Regions from separate parts of the Mus musculus genome. Here regions 2 and 3 are each linked to region 1. The links are chromatin contacts, called in public Hi-C and HiChIP or PLAC-seq maps. All regions are on one chromosome and are shown on one strand. Each heading gives the region's core, a stretch centred on a gene start, on an enhancer-like site or on the middle of the called end of the contact. The rest is flanking DNA. Distances are from core to core; before and after follow the strand shown.

Region 1 (3,334 bases), core at 300-2,799:
AGAGATTGGAAATAACTAATGTATACCAGAACAATTAGAACACACTGTAGTGGGGCTGCCAGCATCCGTCTTCACTATGTGACGTGTTTTAAGTAAAACAAGCGCACATGGCATGCAGGGATGGCAGCAAGCTGACAGTGGATCTGTTGCCCAACATGGTTTCTTAAGGCAGACAGGCAGGTAGCATACAGAGCGTAATAGACACACTGGACAAAGGGATGGTTTGTGTTCTGGGTAGCATGTAGCAGCATCAGGTGTGGCAGAATACACCAACATTTTTTTCACAGTGGCACACAATTTAGGACGTAAGGATTGATTACTCTGGAATTTTCCATTAACAATTTCAGAACACAGCTGAGTGAAGCTACAGAGAGTAAAGCCAAGGTAATGGGAGGCTGTGTTCCAATCTGAACCCAGTATGTACTGCACTCCCAGGTAAATCATTTACTAGGGCAAGACATTTAGCAAGAGGAACACATAGAGAGAAACGACTGAGTTCAGGTTGTAGACATAGTGAGGTATCTATGTGGCAATCAGATAAGAATCACATGAAGAGTCCATTGTGTGGGGCTCAGGAGAAAACAGAAGGGCACAGAGTGGGGACAGCATGGCATGGTGGAGTGCACCTGCAATCTGAGCTACCCCGGAGGCTGAGGTAGGAGGATAGCTCAAGCCCAAGGGCTTGAGGCCAGCATGGGCAACACACTGAGATGCCATCTTTAAAGGTGGGGAAGATGAGGCTGTCAGTCAGCATGTCAGTCCAGATCTGTGGAGTTCACAAGCTAACCAGCCTCAGCTAAGCTGTGAACCCCAAGTTCAGTAGGAGATCCCATTGCAGAAAACAAACATTGGAAGTGGACCTCTAGCCTCCACGTGTACAGCCACATGTACATGCACCCCCACGCTGATGCATGCATGTGTGTGTGTGTGAGTGCCCCCACACAGACATGTACACACACACACACACACACACACACACACACACAGAGTAAAAGAGGAGAGGATCAGAACAGAAAGCAAGGCCAGCTCCAAGGGCCTCAATGACGCTGTCCCAAATATCAAAGTCAGAGAGCAAACAGAGAGGGATGCCAGGACCATGACAGCACAGTGGCCGGAAAGCCAACCCAGAGGGAGCTCGTGGAGAGGGAGTGCACTGTACCATGCACAGCAGGAGACTGCTTTCAAAGGTTAGAGGGAGGGTTGGGGGAGGACACAGAGCAGCCAAGAGCCCAGAGGGTTTGCTTACATGGAAGGCAGTGTCTCCACTGGGCTGGTGGGCCAGAGGCCTCCTTCTGGGTTGAGAAAGTGGCCAGGGTGTTGAAGGAGGGAATTGGAGGTATCCTGGACAGTGAAGAGTATTGTGGGACAGAGAGAGCTTTCATTTCAGGAAGCAGGGGACACATCGGAAACCCACTCTTTGGTGACTATGACAAAGGGGTAAAAGGGTGAGAGTGCCCAGGACAAAGTGTCATCGTGTGGGCATGTGCGAAGCATTACAAGGCCCACCAGGGTGAGGGCTGCGGGACACCTCAGAGCACCCTGGGAGCTGCTATTGCGTGATTACTGAGAAGGACGTGGGCGGAGAGAGGGGAAGGTGTACTGAGGAAGGGCAGCCCACAGGAAGACAGAAGAGTTAGAAACTGGAGTGGAGCCAGACCGGGGAGGGGGGGGGTAGCGAAGCTGAGTGGACCTCTTTGAAGTTCCAAGGGTTTTTTAAGTGGGAGATGGAATTGCTTGATTTCTGTCCTACAAAGGATTCCACCCCCTCTGGAGGACAGAATATCCCAAGAGGCCAAGGTTCTTAGCAGGAGGGTGACGGGTATGGGGGAGGAGGATATAACTCAGGAGTCATTGTGTGGCATGAACAGAACAAAGCCACCAGGAGATGCAAAGGGCAGAGGGAGACTGATCCCTCAGGAGAAGGCTACACGCATTCAGAGGGCGTGGACTGTTAGCTGAATGGCAGAGGAAAGGTGAGTAGAGATGGGGCGGCATTCAACTTTAGAACTTTAGATAGTCCAGATCCGAGGGTGCAACGTAAGCCATAACAAAGTAAAAGAATTGAAACCGGACAGATATGTTTCCCAAATCTAAAAGAATTAAATGCTAATAGCAGAAAGATATCTAGGACACCCTAGGTATTTAGAAATTAAACGTTACATTTCTAAATGCCTATAAATGAACGCAAAGTTTGAGGCGCTATTAGAAAAGATATTTTGAACTATCTCTTGCTGAGTGAAAATATAACACAGTAAAATCTGTAGGTTTTGAGATGGCTAATTTTGGGTGTTAACTTGACCACACCTGGAAACAACTAAAAAGCAAGCTGCTGGACACTCCTATGAGGGATTTTCTTAATCAGATCATTTGAAACAGGAAGACCCACTCCACATGTGGGTGGCACCTTCTGATGGCAGCCCAGATAACAGGACAAGGAAGAAGGAAATTTCTTTGTGCCTGCTTGACTTCACTCTTGCTGGCAAGTCCATCTATCCTATTGCTGGCTGTGCTGGCTGGTTTTATGTCAACTTCACACTATCTAGAGAGTCGTTTGGGATGAGGGAACCTCAGTTGAGAAAATGCTCTCACCAGACTGCCTGTGGACAAGTGTGTGGTGCATTTTATTGCTTGATGATTGACATGGGAGAGCCTGGCTCGCTGTGGGTGGGACCCCATGAGCCGGTGGTCCTGAGCACTGTAAGTGTACAGACTCAGCAAAGAAAGAGGAAGGCAGTAAGCAGCATCTCCCCAAGGCTTCTGCTTCCATCTCTGCCCCCAGGTTTCCACCTCAAGTTTTTGCTCTGATTTCTCTCAGGGTAGAGTGTGACCTGAGAGTTGTAACGTGAAATAGAGCCTTTTCTCTTGTAGTTGCTTTTGGTCACGGTTTTTGCATAGCAATAAGAATCCTAACTAGGATATAGCGGCATTCCTTCCTCAATGTTCAAACCACCTTCTTCAGGATTCCAATGTTGACTGAAGGCCAATGGCTGTTCAAAAATCCTCCAAGCCTTTGGAATGGAACTGCTAAGACATTCAGCCTTGCCAATGGAGACCCTACTAGACAGGACTGGATTCTCAGTTGCTCAGGTGTGAGACAGCCCTTGCCGGGCTGCCAAGGCTGCTTCCTAATCTGTATTTAATAAGTCTAATTAATCTAATAGATCTTTATATGCACAGGTGCTTAGCTCTAGCAGCTCTAGAGGAAAATTTACAGCATTAAATGATATATTAGAAAAGACTAAACATCTCAAAGCAATAATCTAAGATTTCTACTCTGAGATTGGAGGGAATAAAGCGAATCAGAACCCAAAGCAAGCAGGAGGAGGACAGAAAT
Region 2 (3,128 bases), core at 397-2,896, 350 kb before region 1:
GTGCACACCCACACACAGCAGAGGAAACATGGCTTCTTCCACAGCAAGAGGGCACATTCTACATCACCTAGGAAAGGTACTCCATCCATAATGGCTCAACCTCAGCTGCAACTTCCTTGGGTCTGACATTGAAGGTGGATCCCCAGATCTGACAAGTTCAAGGGTGACCTGTAGCTACTTCTTTCAAACTTATCTTTGGTTCTATTGTGTCTCAGCACAACAGCCTGGTGGTCAGTGAGTTTTCTGGGACTACTTAAATCTTACATGGATAACTTACAGGCAGAAACATCAACCAAGACGCATCTCCCTTCCTGGCAACCACTTTATATCATCAGAGAGAAAAAGAGCTCTCATGAGCCTCACAACCCAGGGAATATTATGGACCCAACCTGTGATAGTCTAATTCAAGACAGTAATGATCATATCCAACTTAGAGGGGAAAGCTACACAGTGTGAATCAACAAGAAGATCCCATTGTGGTAGCATATGGCTTGTAGCCTTCCAAGACCTTCCCAGTGTGATTCTGACATTCTTTCCCACCACTCTTCCCATGACACTTCAACAAGTCTGTATATCTACAAGCTATTAGCTAAGTGCTCCTCTCTCTCCAAAGATCTAGACTATTCCCACCATGAGAATCTGACTAGTGATATCATTGCTGTACATTATTTATAGTACCTATTATATTACATAATAATATACAATTTAACAATTTACATATACATATATAACTTTAAAATTTATACAACTTAACAATTAGTATCTATGTTAGCTTAATATGTAAAGTTAAATAGCATTTAATATAACATTATAGTAAATAAGAAATTAGAGAACGTTGCTGAAGTATGCATATAGATTATAATTCTATAATATTGACATATAGCATGTACAATAATATACTTATATATTAATGCATAATATTTTATAGCATTTAATAAAAAATAAAACATTAGACAATATGTGAATATACATACATTAAAATTGCATATAGTATATTGCTGTAATATATATGCTAATATACTTGTGTTAATTTAAAATATGGAGTTTGAAGTATTTAGTAATAAAAATATTGAGTGATGCATTAATAGATAATTAGAACATTAAATATAATATTATAGGTAATATACTATAGTCTAATATCATTAGTTATTACTAAATTATAGCATATAATGATTACAGCAGTATATAATTATATATGTATGTGTAGATATGATGGGTCACAATATTTTTCTGAACTTGCTGCTCTTCTGAACATTTTGAGTGTACTGACACTTAACATATCATCTTATTGCCTTCCAAATGCTTTGAATTCTCTCATTTACTTTTTACAACAGCTCTCTGATGCAAGTATTTTTATTATTCCAATACTTAAAAACACTGTACCTTTTGGCAAGCCCTGTGCTGTGCTTTGAGCTTCATCTGGAAGTCACTGCATGCACCCTCCCTGCTCAGTAGGAGTAGCTCTCATCCTCCTACCCCCACCATGCCTTCTTAGGTCTCTGTGATGTGGAGGACAGTCCTCTGAGTCTGCCTTCTGAGGAGTCCTAGCTCCTGCCTCTCTGAGAAAGCCATGAGGGAGCAGGTCAGACCTTACTCCTTCCATTTGGCAGGAGTCTCAGAGCTTGTCCTAACTGGCCAAATTGGATTACATATATCTGCATGCACTCTTACTTAGTCTTGAAAACTGGTTTCTACACAGGGGGGTGAGTCATACAGTTGGTAATTTCCCACTGCCGCAGAATTACCTCTGCCATATCCTTCAAATGTTTGTCAGGCTTCCTAGCTGGATATAATGTATCCTGTTATTTGTTCATGACACAGAAGACAGACTTCAATAATGGGGTTAGTAAATGGCTAGGGTAAGGAGGGGATGAGTTCTGAGTTGAAGATCCCTAAGCCCCTCTCACTCCACAGAAGAAATGTGGTTATTCACATTTGTACCTAAGCTGTGGCTTGCCAACAGGAAAGAGCGCAGCAACGCCCTGACACTGTACCATCTTCTCCATCAAAAACGTCGGAAAGGCCTTCAGACAGGTTAGTTGCTCGTGCCTTTTCCAGTTTCTGCAGAAGGACTCAGATATACTATGTTCTATCTTACTAGGAAGCATATGCTATTGGAAACATGACCCTGGGAAGCTGGCATTCTCGTTAAATTTAATTCTATTCAATAGGTATTCAAAAGAGAGGCTGAAGCTACCATGAGCTCTCCTCATCCCTCCTGCATTGGTACTCAAGCCCCAATACTGTCACAAGCATTTCTGCTAAGGCTTCATTTATACACCCTGACTAGAAAACAAAAGAACCTGTAGTAACTAAACATACATTCATTAGAATTGGACATCTTATCGCTTCTTGGCCTTTTGGCTAAGATCAAGTGCAGAATTGGACATCTTAAATTCTTTCTTCCCAAGCCCTTTGCACCCACAAAAATGGATACCATCCTGGGTACATAGGTATATAAAATGGATCTACAAATCAAACACTCACTGATACTAAGTCATTAAGAAATCTATTTCTAAAAAAATATTTGATATGCAAATGATTATGCCATTTATTAAAGATGAGAGTTACGTTTTCTAATGAGATTAAATCTTGGCTGAATGTTTGATATTGAAGGATGAAGAGCATATTCTACAAGTTTCAAGTTGGTCAATATTTTGATTTTATACTCATTAATGCTGAAGATAGTGCTTTGTATAAACACGTAGTCCAAAGTTACAGAAGTGTGCTCAGGACCATTTCAAAAAGTCATTGGAAATTCTTTCTGAGTCCCAAGCACAAATTAATTTTCTTTCTCTCTGTTTGTTTGTTTGTTTGTTTGTTTGGTGTGTGCCCACATATATGCTAGAACCTGTGGAATCTAGGAGAGGCCATTGGATCCCCTGACACTGGAGTTGCAGGTGGTTGTAAACACCATGCAGGGGCTGAAAACTTAACCCAGGTCCCTCTTCGAGAGCAGTAAACGCTCTTATCTACTTACCGATCTTCCCAATCTCTGGTTTTATTTTTATGAAACTCCAGGCAAATAGAAATTTTAAAAAATCAAATCTTATAAGAATGAGACTATAGCTTGGGTGATAGAATGTGTGTCTAGCATCCATGAAGCCCTGGAGTCAATCCCCAGTAAT
Region 3 (3,273 bases), core at 382-2,881, 410 kb before region 1:
TTTATTTATTTATCTATCTATCTATTTTGGTTTTTCGAGACAGGGTTTCTCTGTATAGCCCTGGCTGTCCTGGAACTCACTTTGTAGACCAGGCTGTCCTCGAACTCAGAAATCCACCTGCCTCTGCCTCCCAAGTGCTGGGATTAAAGATGTGCACCACCACTGCCCGTGCCACTCCCACATTTAATAGTTTTACATATATATACAATTAAGAACAGGAATCCATATGCATGTACTTTAATAATTGATGGAGACATGTTGAAATTCAGACAAAGCATTTGTGGATAAGAACTTCAAAGATTCCACTTGGTTTTTTGTTTCGTTTTGTTTGCTTGTTTCTGATAGGTATTTTAGTCATTTTACCTCTCCTGGTAGTATTTGTGTACTTAATTTGTTTAAAAGGTTATTTTGACAATTAAGAATAGGAAGATAAATAACAAATTGTCTCCTGGCCAAATTATAAAAAATTCAGAACTAGTAGAATTTTACTGTTCACACCAAAAGTGGAAAAGAGGAAGCATCTTCTTCGATACCTCTCTCTCTCTCTCTCTCTCTCTCTCTCTCTCTCTCTCTCTCTCTCTCTCACACACACACACACACACACACACACACACACACACACACACACACGCACGCACGCACGCACGCACATCTTGATTCTCTCAATGTTCGTCTATCAATATCATCTTGTTTTTTTTTGATTTCCTATGACCCTGCTAAAGGAGCATCATGAAAGTCCACGAGTGAGTGATCTTTCTTTAAGATTCCTTAGGGTCAGATTGGGCTAGGGACACACCAATCTTAGGGATAAAGTACTTGCTTTGCCATGCCAAGGGCAACTGGGCAACCCTACCTGCAGGGATCAGAGTGGTGGATCAGGAATTATCCCAAAGAAAGAAGCAAGGACTGAAACACTCACAGGATTTCAGACAAGCTCATTGTGGCATTCCCTGGAGGATGGTAGAGACACATTCTTATGCCTGGATCAAAGGATGGTATTGCCTCTATGTTAGGAGCTGAGGTAGGAAAAAAAAAAAGACGTGAAAAAAAAATCTGATATTCTAACTCTATCTCAGGAGTATCTCTCTGGATGAAAATTAAGCTCCAAACCAGGGATCAGTAAAGAAGGGATTTCCATCACTGTCCAACCTCCGTTTGAACTTCTTTTGGGCAACCCTCACAGTCCCTGTTTCAAGCATTACCAGATGTCTCTAAAGAATTCCCTGCACTATTGAACTAAAGATCATTTTTCTAACAGTGTGTAACCCACCAAATAGCTCTATGGAATTTTCTGGCACTGAGGGAAATTTTTTAAGCATATATTTCAAGTTAGACACAGCAGGGGTAGAGCTACATGACCCTGTTTGTCACCTGTGGTGACATTAATGATCATGGTAATTGGAATTTGACAGAACAGCTCCTGCTTTCCATGGCCCCTGTGGGCTCTATATCACATGTAAAGTCACCTTCCACATTGCTGTTAATGGTGTTGACATGTGTGCCTCTGTGAGCTGTGGATAATTCAGGAGAAAGCAGCTGTGTTCTCTGGACAGCCAGAGAACATGCACCCCTCACAACACTCCTCATGGCTAACTTCCCACTCAGCAGGGGTGGGGCCAGAGAGCTGGTGACTGTGTATGTCAACATCAGATCAGGTTGAGGTTTAACCTAGTGGTAGGGTTCTTGGCTAGCAGTCACAGGGCTCTGGGTCCTAGCCCCAGAACCACAAGAAATCCACACTGAATGTACAAAGATATCCTTCCCCTACACACACACACACACACACACACACACACACACACACACACACACACACACACAAACATTGGCCACCATGTCTTCCCTCTCCAGCACAGGATAAGGTTCTAGGAAGACAGTCACTGCCGTTATACAGCTCCAGGCTCCAAGAGAGACAGAGGGAAAGAAATTCAGACTACCAGGTGTCAGTTGGTTTTAATTTACATTTTTGGCCTGTAATTCCACCTTTAGCCTTCGCCCTCTTCTCGTGTTCGCCAAAACCACAGGAACATTTCTGCTCTATGTTCTGGCACCTAACCCTTATCTCTGACTTACAAAGACTCACCAGCAATTCTTCTCCAGAAAGACCTGAGACTCGGGGATATTCAGCAACAGCCTGTCCCAGACAGACAGATACACATACACACACACACACACACACACACACACACACACACACACAGAGGCATGAGCATACACATGTATGCACACACACACAAATACACACACACAAACACACACACACAAACACACACACACACGCACACCACAGCCTTTCCAAACCCCATACCTTGTGCTACCTGTTTCATTTGTCCCAGTACTTCTTGTTCCTGTTTCTTGTCTGCCTAACTCTTGGCTGAGGAGGGAGGCTCAACATTCTTTTTATTTATACATCACATGCCTAGAATTACACTTGCCAATAAATAAATAAATACATAAATACATAAATACATAAATAAATGTTGCTCATGATATTTACGCCATTAATTTCAGACACATCTACATTTTAAAAAAATAAAATGCTCAGATATTCGCATAGAGAAACCTCAATATCCAATTTTCTTATTTACAGCTTATCAAAAGGCTCTATTTAGGATGCAAAGAGAAGCAAAAGGAAGTGGGGAAGGCGGTCCTTCTAGAAGGACATTGAAGAGCTTCCCCTCTGTGCTAATGAAAAGTTGAGACTACTCTATGGGGCCAGCTCTCATTTTTCAAAGCAAAGATCTCCTTCCATGCTATCAAGGGCTTGAGACCCCCTTCTGACTTTTGGAGCTGCCCTAGAGCTCCAGTTGCCATGTATTAAACATCATTTGGTCTTCAAAAGTGACACAATGACATCTCTTGGGGCAAGACATCTAACATAGTTGGGGGATTTGTATGTATTGAATAGGACTGCTGCCTTGGGCATGGGTTCCTGGTCAGTAGTGCTTTCTCAGAGGCAACATGCCCACTGATGTAGTGGACAAACTGTCCTCAGAGAAGGGCCTTCCAAAACCCAGCCCTGGTGTCCATTTGTTAAAAACGAAATGATTCTGTGAAATAAGTCAGGCACATAAAGACAAGAATGTTCCCAGCTACATGTGGAATCTGACAGATGAACATCAAGAAAATAGAATGGGACAGCGGTGCGTAAGACTTGGTAAGGGTATTGGAAGGAAGGAAAGAGCATAGACACAAGGAGATCACCTGAGTGGAGGGTAAGGTCCAGCCCACTAGAACTCAGTTGCAACAGTGGTTGACAATAATTAACTTGAG

Evidence for each region. Hi-C and Micro-C count contacts between places; a contact is called where the count stands out from the background. HiChIP or PLAC-seq counts read pairs in DNA pulled down with a chosen protein or histone mark.
Region 2: a contact with region 1 is called in a FOXA1 HiChIP or PLAC-seq map of pancreatic cancer cells. The contact joins two enhancer-like sites. A contact is called at or near these places in 1 of 39 promoter capture datasets (hippocampal neurons), 1 of 15 datasets of contacts at CTCF or cohesin (embryonic stem cells), 4 of 484 Hi-C or Micro-C datasets (cerebral cortex, cortical neurons, large pre-B cells and 1 more), 1 of 115 datasets of contacts at active chromatin or transcription factors (pancreatic cancer cells) and 1 of 9 other capture datasets (liver).
Region 3: a contact with region 1 is called in a Hi-C map of liver, with 4 times the contacts expected there. The contact joins two enhancer-like sites. A contact is called at or near these places in 4 of 39 promoter capture datasets (the 3T3-L1 cell line, hippocampal neurons, liver and 1 more), 2 of 484 Hi-C or Micro-C datasets (both in liver) and 1 of 115 datasets of contacts at active chromatin or transcription factors (pancreatic cancer cells).

The regions. Positions count from the first base shown.
Region 1 is chr13:34,052,351-34,055,684 of GRCm38.p6, reverse strand. All of the region lies in intron 4 of Bphl (biphenyl hydrolase-like (serine hydrolase, breast epithelial mucin-associated antigen)), which reads right to left. Among named protein-coding and RNA genes, the nearest start is that of Bphl, 16 kb to the right of the region's middle. Within about 2 kb of position 1,549, at least 28 of the 459 cell types and tissues checked have an H3K27ac peak or open chromatin away from gene starts, as enhancers often do. A contact at or near this core is called in liver and pancreatic cancer cells, where this site is marked.
Region 2 is chr13:34,401,344-34,404,471 of GRCm38.p6, reverse strand. No RefSeq gene overlaps it. Among named protein-coding and RNA genes, the nearest start is that of Slc22a23, 58 kb to the right of the region's middle. Within about 2 kb of position 1,646, at least 31 of the 459 cell types and tissues checked have an H3K27ac peak or open chromatin away from gene starts, as enhancers often do. A contact at or near this core is called in pancreatic cancer cells, where this site is marked.
Region 3 is chr13:34,464,374-34,467,646 of GRCm38.p6, reverse strand. The region is part of intron 2 of Gm40908 (a long non-coding RNA gene); the gene reads left to right. Among named protein-coding and RNA genes, the nearest start is that of Gm40908, 16 kb to the left of the region's middle. Within about 2 kb of position 1,631, at least 16 of the 459 cell types and tissues checked have an H3K27ac peak or open chromatin away from gene starts, as enhancers often do. A contact at or near this core is called in liver and pancreatic cancer cells, where this site is marked.